3 separate regions of the Mus musculus genome follow, and regions 1 and 2 are each linked to region 3. A link is a contact called in public HiChIP or PLAC-seq data. All regions are on one chromosome and are shown on one strand. The core of a region is the stretch at or near the end of the contact, and the rest is flanking DNA. Distances in the headings are between cores, read along the strand shown.

Region 1 (3,233 bases), core at 229-2,728, 1.2 Mb after region 3:
ACACTGCAGCATTTTAGAACCCTGGTCTTATACACTTGAGGAGGGAAACTTCACAGGGCTTTTGGGACCCCAGACCACATGCAATTACTTATCCCCACATAAGCTAGTGTCAGGGTCAAGCCCAAAGCTACAGTGGCAGTCTGCTGGGGAACAGTAGAGTAAGAAAGCCATCACAGCCCCGTGCCATCAACTCTGTAAATCCTGGTTTGGCTCACATATTCCCTGGGAATTGGAGCCAACAATGAAAACAGGTCTCCAGCCTTTGCCTACAGGCTATAGACAAATTTCAAGTTGTCTAGGGAAGCAGGTGCACTGTCTCCTGGAAATGTACCCGAGGCATGGTTACCTTTCCACCTGTACACCACCACCACACAGTGACCTGGCAAATTTTATTGCTTGAGAGTCCCTCCTACATGAAACTAGAATACTGCAAGCTGCAGAACCGGTGCTCACGAGGGCTCAGGTGCCTAGCAAGAGGCTGAGGGCTGTCTACCCCTTCTGGGCAAGACCAACGTGGTGTCTGAGGCTAGGGACCCAGGGTGTGGGGTCTGCCTTTGCTTTGTTGTTGCTTTTAAAATGTATTTAGTTTTCCTTTATGCACACGTGTCTTGCCTGCCTGCATGTCTGTGTTCAGCACAAGCTCACACTCACAGAGGCCAGAGAGGGCGTTTGGTCCTCTGGAACTGGAGTTGAGGACGGTTGTTTATCGCCCTGTGGGTGCTGGGAGCACAACCTTTGAAGGGAGAGCCAAGGCTCCTGTTTTGATCTGCTGAGGCAGGCAGGGGCTTTTCCAGCTCAGGACTGGCTCGGTCCTCCCATACATTCAATCCAGCATCACCTCTCCCAACCAGCTTAGCTTGCCCAACCTTGTACACTATTTTAATTCACATTTATTTTTAGAATCCTCAGCTTCGCACTACAGTGTGGATGTGCTGAGCAGTTAGAAAGGGAAGCCTTCCCTGGCCTGAAGTCCTGAAAGGAGACTCCGCAGCCCCAAAAGACTCCCCCACAAATGCCCGGAATGCCTCATCTCCTGGCTCCTCTGGCTGAGCAGCCAGGCAGCTGAGACCAAAAATTCCATGTCCCCAGGCTTCAGTGCTGGGGGTAGGGCCAGAGTGACTCACTGGGCTCCCAACTTGGGGTCAGTCATGGAGAGGGTGACAGATCCTCGGCCAACGAGGCTCCTGCTCGCCCTTCAGCCCTAGATGCAGGTGATTAGCACGTCCACAGAGGTGGGCACTTCGATCTCCTCGAAGAGCACGTGGTGTGAGGGGAGCCTGGTCTCGTGGGCAGCCCTCAGCAAGTCTTGGGTGTGTTGCAAGAGATTCTGGTTCCGGCGGCGGCCGAGTCTGCGTAGTGCCAGAATGGCCAGAATGTGGTCTCGCCTGTAGAGACATAGGTTCCCCACTGCAGAGCGGTGCCCCCTGGTACCCTTCAGCTCTTGCCCCGCCCCCACCCCCGGGAGGGCAGGAACCCAGGCTTGGGAGGAAGTATGATTCAGCATTCCTGGAGCTGGATTAGGGAGGCTGAAAGGCTGGGACTATCCCAGGCTGCGAGGGGATGGGGCTCTAAAAGGAGGCAAGGAGGCGGGAGTGTGGGCCTGGAGGTGCACAGTAACTGGACCTAGAACACACAGACATGAGACAGGGGAGGGGGCATGCGCACAGCGGAAAGAAGCTCTGTGCAGAGGCAACGCAAGAACTCTGATCTAGGGAAGGCTCCAGAAACTGGCAGAATGCTAGGGAGGTAGAGGCCAGGCCAGGCCAGGCCAGGCGGCAGGTTGGGGAATGTCCTCACAGTGTGCAAGACAGAGCGTGGTGGGGGTGTAGGGTGACAGGTGAAGTGGTGGAGGGGTGGACGTGGGTGGAATAGGTACAAAGGGGCACCCTGAGTCACTGCGTCCCCACTGCTTCCCCGCAGCCATCCAAGACCACTTTTGGAGCCAGGGAGGAAGGGCCAAACACCAGTTGGGGAACCCCCGAGGAGCGGTAGGGAAACTGAAAACTTAGAAGGAACTAACGGGGTCGGGTCGTTGTTGTCCGTATTCAAAATCTACCAGAACAAACAAGCTGCGAGCAGCAAGGAGCCAGAGAAGGGGCTGGACCAGGGGCTTTCAGTGATCTTTCCATCCCGGAATCTCCGAGAGCACTGGAGAGAGCCAAGCCGGGATTTCCAAGGGCTCTGATGATTCACTGCCCCACACGAGCCTCCTCATGGCTGCCGAGGCCTCAGAGAGCTTCCAGAGAGGGTTTGAGCCCGAGAGTGGAGCCACGCCGTCCACAGATGGTGGAGAACACGAGGGAGGGGATGGTCCTCTTGCCTGCGGTCCCTGTGCGCCTTCCTCGCGGGCATGCGCACACGGGTCCGTCGCGGTTCGCTTCCCGACTAAGCCACAGTTCTCTCGGCCCTGACAAGCTCGCTCTTCCCTCCGTTCCACGCCTGCACTCACTTTGCTAAAGGCGCGAGTGCCAGGTTCCAGTGACCCCTGACTCTAGGAGGGAAGGAGGATCTGCTAACCTGATGTCCGGGTAGCTCCGTATAAGTGTTTCCAGGTGCCGCCGGATGTCGTCTTTGTATGTCTCGCCCAGGATCTCAGCCACAGACAGGATGGCTTGGTCCAGCCACTTGGCTTCAGAGCCCTAAGGAAACAGGGAGATATGTGCGTGGTTCATCTCCCCCAAGGAGTCTCTGCCTACAAACCTCTCCTGTAGTGCCCAGAAACACCCTTCCCGTGTGTCTGCCGCGGGTGGCTTGCCCATAAGAAGATTCCACGGAGTCAGGGAATAAGATTCCACAGACCACATCTGCGGTGACTCTGGAGAGTTTTCTTCCTGTCTGCACAGACGGGAAATCCGAGCCCTGACCAGGAAAGTGCTGATTGGAACCTGTCACCAGTAGGAGGCCAGCAGCCCAGATAAGGGGTTTGGGCTCAAAGTGCTCCCGAGAGGGGAAAGATCTCCCACAGACCTTGCCCATCATAACCTTCATTCCTTCTTTGCCTTCACCCACAAATGTATGCAAATACAATGTAAAGTGAAACCCCCTCCTGTGCCCGCCCCTTTAGAGTCTAGCCCCACTGCCATTTTCCCTGTGGAGTCTGAAGAACCGCCTAGTGGAAGCTCTTTTCTCCTGCTTCACCCGCCGTGAGGGCTCTTTACAGGATGAAAACAACAGAATAGGGGGTTCCTGGCTGGGTTTGCTGGCCAGAGACTGAGCCCGATTGACAGTCAGAC
Region 2 (3,108 bases), core at 582-3,081, 1.0 Mb after region 3:
AACTGAGGCAGAGGCTCCCTTAGACAGCCCAAGCAACACAGCAAGAACTGTGGAACAAAGAAGTGAGGAAGAGAAAAAAAAGAGAAAGAAGGGGAGAAGGGTGAGGAAGGAAGAGGAGGGAAAAGGTCTAGTCTAAGCTCTCCCAGTTAGGAAATCTTCTATCTATCTCAGGGGGAAGAACATATACAACTGTATAGTAACACACCACAGAGATGACTTAGACCAAATAGATTAAATTACCTAATAGCTATCAAGCACAAGTGTCATTTTGAAGATTAAAATGAAGGCATTTGATACCACTAGGTCACCATGTCTAAGGATGGTTTTCAAAGCATGAAAACACCCGAAGCATGAAAGCTTTTCCAAAGAGACTGCATTTTCTTGCCAGCAGTTACCTCATAGCTCCGCATAATGAAAGGCCAGTGAAGTTTCTTTACAAGTTATTTACTAAATGCTTTACAGAGGACAAAGCTAGGCTGGAACACTTTGGAATCCGATGCGGAAGAAGAGTTCAAAAAACACTTGGGCAGGTCAAACATTTCTTCAGTAGAACTTCTACTACACGTTTGTCACTCCCTAGCAATGCTGCTCCAGGCTGTGGTTTGGTTTGGTTCTGCAGGTCCTTTCCAACAAAATCCTTTTACATAGATTTGCTGGGTGTGCACACTGGACCGGGCCTGAGAGCTACTCCAAGCCAACCTTTTGCAGCGGAAGGAAAAGGCAACCCAGTGGGTGTCCCTCGGCCGGGCAGCAGAACAGAGCAGAGCTTCACATCTGCTTCTCAAAACACTCAGCCCGCTGCTTCCGAACAGATTTAGCTTTGCCAAGGACGGGAAGCTACTCCTTGATAAAGGCAGCGGCTCTGGAGCAGAGAACTACTCTTGTGAGTGCGGGAACTACGGGGGCCCACAAGGATCTCTCCACGGGGCACTTAGTTTTGGCAGTTGTCATTAAACTTAGTCCCCTTTTAAAGGGCGCTCCGCTCGACCCGATTGGATCCTATTAATCTGCACCTAGGTCTGACTGGCAGGCTCAGACCCTGCCCGACGTTAAGAGGAGAGTTGTGTTCAACCGCGCACTGGCCGCAGCAGCGCACGGACGGGTAATGCTCAGCCGACCGTAAGGACAGCGCGCAGGCCGCACGCGCGCCGCAGGACAGGGCTGCGCCTTGACCCCTGCCTGGAGCATCTGGGCTGGATCCCCCTGCTACCACCCTGAGGGTCTGCCACCCTGCAGCGCAGTCCACTCACGTTTTCAGTGTCTCGTTCATTCACCGTTGGCAAAGGGGTCCTAGTGGACATCTTATTGCGCTTTGATTCCGCACAACGCCAAGGCGAAAACAAAACCGCCCAGCTTTGGGCGGCCGGCGAGCAGCGGCCGCGAGCCTCCGGGCCCTGCCCTCCCTGGCCGGAGTCTAGATCTCCGGCCTGGCCCGGGCCGTGCGCCCGCGGGCCCCGGGGCTCATTCTCCCCCAGCGCCGGCGGCCGCACTGGAAGCGGGCCGGCTGGCCGCCGCCGCAAGCCTCAGGGCACCTCACGGGCCTCGCGGGCCCCGCGCCTCCTCGCCGCTCGCAGCCGCAGCGCCGCGGAGCTCAGCCCCGGGGGCTCGACACGGCGCGGCCGGCAGCCCCTGAAGAGGCAGCAGCGCAGGAGGATGGAGCGGAGATGGAGCGCAAGACAGGCCGCCGCGGCCTGCAGGCGCCGACCATGGAGGGAGCCGCGGAGGAGGCGCCCACGCCCGGCTGCTTTCCCTTCTCCGGCTCGCTTTCCGCCCGGCCTCGCCCTGCCGGCTGCCACCGCCGCTCCCGGCACCTCAGGAGCCTTACAGACTCAAGATGGCCGCGCCTCGGCTTCCTCCGCTGCCTCCGGCTGCCGGAAGTGACGCTACGGCCGCCTGGAGTTCCGCCAATCAGCGCGGTCGGAGCTAGCTGCCGGCTGCTGTTGCTAGGGGCGACTCGTCCTGTTGGGTCTGAGGGGGTGGTGCCGTCGGAAAGGTCTTGCTTGGTCTCCTCTCTAGCGGGCGGAGAGTTCCAATGGTCCAGATTGCCTGGGCATCCCTGACCCCTCCGGACCACTTCCCTAGAGGGCATCCTGTGCCCGACTGCTGGGCTGGCATTTGCAGAGTACAGATCTAGGCTGTCTGGATTATACTACACATGAAGAGCCTACTGTTTGCAAAAATTGACTTTTCTTTCCCGCGGCCACGCTGCAAAGGATGGAGCTCCAGCAGCGAAGCAGCAGTCACTGGTCTAGCTGAAGAGGAAGGAGCCAGGCTCCTGCTTCGTAACCGAGGCATCTAGCATCCAGCCAAAGAACTTTTTTGCCTCTGACTAAGGAGCCACTGGTTATCGGAGCCGGCTCAATTGAATACCCATTCGGATGAAAGAGTGAAGTATAAAATAACAAGGTAGCACAAAAAGCTGGGAAGAGGGACTCGATGAGATCACGTAGACGCCCCCAGGATCAGATCCTAAATGCCGGTAGGGGCTTATATAATCAATATTTCTCTGTCTCTTCCTCTCCCTTTCGTTCTCTCACTCCCTCTATCCCTCACTTTTCCCCTCTGTCCCTTTCTCCTTCCTCCTCTCTCGCCTCTCCCTCTCTTACTTCAGTCTTCTGAAGAGCGATATTGCTACAGGCTTGGACCAGGGAGTGACCTGCAGGTGGAACTCTGAATATGCTGCCTCTTCTAGAAGGCCTGCTCAGCGTGTCACCTCTTTATGTCTTCTAAGGAGAGAATCCATTGGTAGAGGAGGGAGGGCTATGTGAGCCGGGGTAAGACAAACTGTTACTAATAGTCCACCTTGTGCCGGTTATTCATTAAGCCTCAGTGTAGCCGCATAAGATGCTCAGGCACAGCACGTGACCTAAAGTCTGGGTAAGTTGGTTACTTTACCCAGGCCATCGGTGGTGTTGGTTATAGAAGGATCTGAACCCCATTCCTACAGCTTTAGAAATGGCTAAACTTGTGAGTGACTAAACTTTGCTTTCTTTCCTTCTTATGTTTTGTTTGCTTGCTTTGGTTCTGCCCCCCCAACACCCCGATATCCTGGTGTATCCTGCTTTGTGAAACAACAGATCTTCAAACACCAGCATCACATCCAGAGAG
Region 3 (3,414 bases), core at 122-2,621:
TACACATAGCTGGACAATGCATGCAAGGTGTAGGGCTTAGGAGGCCCAAGGTCTGTCCTTAGGACCTAGAGACTTCAAGGGAGAGGGGTGAACAGGGTGAGAGAGCAGGGTAGCTCCTCATTCTTAAGAGAGTTTCCAGAAATCCTCATCCCCAGCTGGGCAAATGTGGCCCAGGGAACCAAGCTATGCCTCCGGAGGCCTCCTAGGAGTCCTCGGGAACTCAGCAAGAAAGCCACAGAACCAGGGAGACAGAACTCCAGCAGGTGTTCCCACCTTCATTTGGGTCAGCAGCCATAAGTGTGGCTCCAAACCCAGTATCACAGAGTATCTTCCCTCAAACCGAGCCCTCTGTGCTGAGGATGGCACCGCAGAGGCAGTGTGGCTGTTAGCTGCAGCTCAACACCACAGAGACTTAAGGAGAGCAGGCAGCTAGCCCTAGGAGAGTACCCACCCGCTGTCCAGAGTCAGTCAGAACAAATGTGGGTGCTCAGAGCACTTTGCAGCTGGCCAAGGGCACAAAGACTGTCTCTGGCCTTCTCTGAGCACTACCAGCCACCGGGTCACACCCTGCCCGGGAAATCTGTGACTCCTCCTTTCTCCATGTCAGCCAGACCCCTTTGAACTCTGCTTTAGGCTCCTGACCCTGCGTTCCTCTAGGTTAGAAACCTATCTTCATCCTGTCTCTGCCTGGCTGACTCGCCGAGGACACCCCCCTTCTCAGAAAGCAGCTCTCACCCTTTGCTGCATCTTAGGGTACCTCGACCCACCCCGTTGGGGCTTTCCCCACTGGAGGGCCCACCATCACCGCCCTGGAACGCCCTACCCCTGAGGATCCCATGTCCTCAACTCAGCGACTTATATTTTTAGCTCGGGCTCCTGCCATTGCCCTGGGGAGGAGGTGGGTGGGTGGTGGGAGGCCAAGAGCTTTGTGTGAGAGGGTGTGTGTGGGAAGGAGGACTTAGGCAGTGGGGAAGGTACTCCTGGGAGGGAGGAATCCAAAAGGCTGTGACCCACTCAGGGCACAGGAGGAAGGGGTTCGTCCGGATCCCGGGGAAGGGGAGAGGCTCGCTGGGCAGGTTAGGGAGGGACTCGGCGCCTGGCCCGCACCTGGCAGCGACTGACGATGTCGGCGTCCGTGGCCAGCAGGTCCACCACCTTGCCTTTGCCCTCGTCCCCCCACTGCGCGCCCAGCACCACGGTCACGCGGGAGCCTGTCGCCGCCGCCTCCTGCTGCAGCCGCCCCCTCTTGACTCCGCCTGTGCCGGGGGGCCGGTCGTTGGAGGCTCGGGTCCCGGACATGCTGGCTTAGCTCCTCTGCTGCTCTGGGCCAAGCGAGAGCCCGCCGCCGCCAGAGCTCTCGCTCCATTAAATGCGGACGCCTAGAGAGGGGGGCGGGCCGGGGGCGGGTCCTGCGCACGCGGTGACGCACCTCGGTGACCTGCGGCCACAGCTCCCTGTCCCTGCCGCTGTCGCTGCAGATGGCGCGCACTTAGGGTGCTAGACGCCCCGACACGACTTGGGCAAGCAGATGACTCAGAACACCCTAGGACGTGAGAGGTGCCAGTGCTGCACGACCCGGACTCTACCCCTGCCCACTGGCCTGCTAGGACTAGGGTTTGGGGTTGCACAAACAGCGGAGGAGGCTGCTTTTTCCGGGGCAAGAGAGCGGTTAACAAAAGCAGAACCACAGATGTTTCTTTGCCGTTAATCTGGAGGATCTGCCTGCGGGATCACCTGTTTTCCCGTCTTGAACCTCGAGTCCAGGACCAGGAACGGTTCTCCTGAGAGCCGCCCAGAAAGTCACCTTAACTAAGACGATCTCTCTCCACCAGGCCACATAGTCACCCCTGCTGGCCCAGGATATGCAGCTCTTGGGTGGCTGTAGCTAGCTACTAGCCCAGCGCCAAGTGTAAGATGAAGTACCCACATCCGCTCGGGGTCAGAGCAACTTGAGGGACACAGGAGCAGAGGAGGATTCAACTTTCCAAGAGACCTCGGGGTCGATGGTTTCTGCCACTCAGTCCAGACTGGAAACAGGGACAAGGGAAAGTCCTGAGGCTGGGAGGCCTGTGTGGCATGCTCCCCCCAGCCCCCCACTGGTGCGTGTCCTTCCAGGGTGTGCTAACTGACCCCTGGGACAGGTTCACAGAGCAGTCAGGCTCCTAGTTGTCCTGGGGGCAGTTCGCAGGACTGTCACAAGACCAGTGAGACTAGACACACCCTCTGGGGGACTGACACCCCCCCTCCCCCAGCTTGGGGAAGAGAGGCTATTCCCAGTCAGCCTCAGCCACACTGCTGCTACCCTCCCTGGCTGTGCAGGTCATGGTGGTCTGTGTCTTCTGTTTCACATAGGGACATAGACACTCTCTTCAGTTGCTATGGCTGAAGCAGTCAGGGCCTCGGATCTGGACACTACTTCTTAGAAGAGCCTTACAGTCTTTGTGTGCAGATTACAATATCCTTCTCTACCTCACTCAGTGCCACAGTGGGGAGGGGGCAAGCGAGTAGACGTGGCATCTAGAGTTAGTGGTTCAGGCCAAGATCTCCTGAGCAGTGGCTGGGACAGGCAGAAATCCCTGATAAGGTCTTTCAGGAAGGTGTGCTCAGAAGGCAAAGCAGGCAGAGAAGGCTGATGCAGGAACGGAGACAAGGGGTAAACAGGAGAATATGGGGGGGGTTGTCACAGGAGGAAGGGTAGGGGGCACAGCAGCTTCTGAGGACTGAGGGAGGAGAGAGGCTGGCAGAATGTTACACAGGTCAATGAACTTTTTCTCCAGGTGAGAAAGATTATGCTTTAAGAATGCCAGTGTTGAATGTCACTTTGGTCAGGTCACTTTAATGCTTGCCCTTGTCCCCTTGGGAGGTGTTGCTGCAAGCCTGAAAGGAATCCTGGCTCCCTTTCCTGGGGGGAACCAGGGGTTCTTGGTGAGAGGTATTTAGGGTTCAGAGGGACCTACTATGGGGGCTTAGACGGGTCCTGGGCACTGAGGCTTCTAAGCCTGAGACTATAAATAGCCAAGGGCCCACATAGAACGGGGAGGGCTTTTCTAAAAACAGCTTCACTCAGGCTCAACAGCTGGGACCCTGCCAGTCACAAGGCTCAGCCGGAATTAGCACCCCCACCCCCTCAGTGAGCCCAGCCCGGGATGGTGGGCAGTGTAGCAGCTGCTAAGTTTGGGGGGAGTCTGGCTTTGCAGCTGTGTGACCTCAGACAAGTGACTTCTGCTAAGCTTTGCATAGGCTTAGAGGGAGGGCACGCAGGCACAGCGCCACCTATGGTTCCCTCTGGGTTATCAAGAGACACCGCCACACAGACAATGCACATGATCTGGCACCCATGAGCCTTTGCAAGGAGGTTCCAGGGGCTTCATAGCTGCCACTGGGCTGGGTTTTCCCAGGTCTGTTAGCCACGAG

What was found. HiChIP or PLAC-seq counts read pairs in DNA pulled down with a chosen protein or histone mark.
Region 1: a contact with region 3 is called in an H3K27ac HiChIP or PLAC-seq map of bone marrow-derived dendritic cells, with 4 times the contacts expected there. The contact joins the enhancer-like site here to the promoter of Adssl1 in region 3. A contact is called at or near these places in 2 of 115 datasets of contacts at active chromatin or transcription factors (bone marrow-derived dendritic cells and pancreatic cancer cells).
Region 2: a FOXA1 HiChIP or PLAC-seq map of pancreatic cancer cells shows a contact between it and region 3. The contact joins the promoter of Mark3 here to the promoter of Adssl1 in region 3. A contact is called at or near these places in 4 of 39 promoter capture datasets (the C10 cell line, hippocampal neurons, liver and 1 more), 1 of 484 Hi-C or Micro-C datasets (B cells) and 1 of 115 datasets of contacts at active chromatin or transcription factors (pancreatic cancer cells).

Annotation. Positions count from the first base shown.
Region 1 is chr12:111,428,821-111,432,053 of GRCm38.p6, reverse strand. Exoc3l4 (exocyst complex component 3-like 4) reads right to left here. Exons shown (of 14, transcript NM_001289487.1): 13 at 2,518-2,639; 14 at 374-1,385. The coding sequence ends at 1,202. Among named protein-coding and RNA genes, the nearest start is that of Tnfaip2, 12 kb to the left of the region's middle. Within about 2 kb of position 1,478, at least 206 of the 459 cell types and tissues checked have an H3K27ac peak or open chromatin away from gene starts, as enhancers often do. A contact at or near this core is called in bone marrow-derived dendritic cells and pancreatic cancer cells, where this site is marked.
Region 2 is chr12:111,573,244-111,576,351 of GRCm38.p6, reverse strand. Mark3 (MAP/microtubule affinity regulating kinase 3) reads right to left here and starts at 1,831. Exons shown (of 18, transcript NM_001370744.1): 1 at 1,251-1,831. The coding sequence starts at 1,301. It overlaps 2810029C07Rik (RIKEN cDNA 2810029C07 gene), which reads left to right and starts at 1,950. Exons shown (of 2, transcript NR_045295.1): 1 at 1,950-2,479; 2 at 2,612-3,108.
Region 3 is chr12:112,618,004-112,621,417 of GRCm38.p6, reverse strand. Adssl1 (adenylosuccinate synthetase like 1) reads right to left here and starts at 1,371. Exons shown (of 13, transcript NM_007421.2): 1 at 1,108-1,371. The coding sequence starts at 1,299.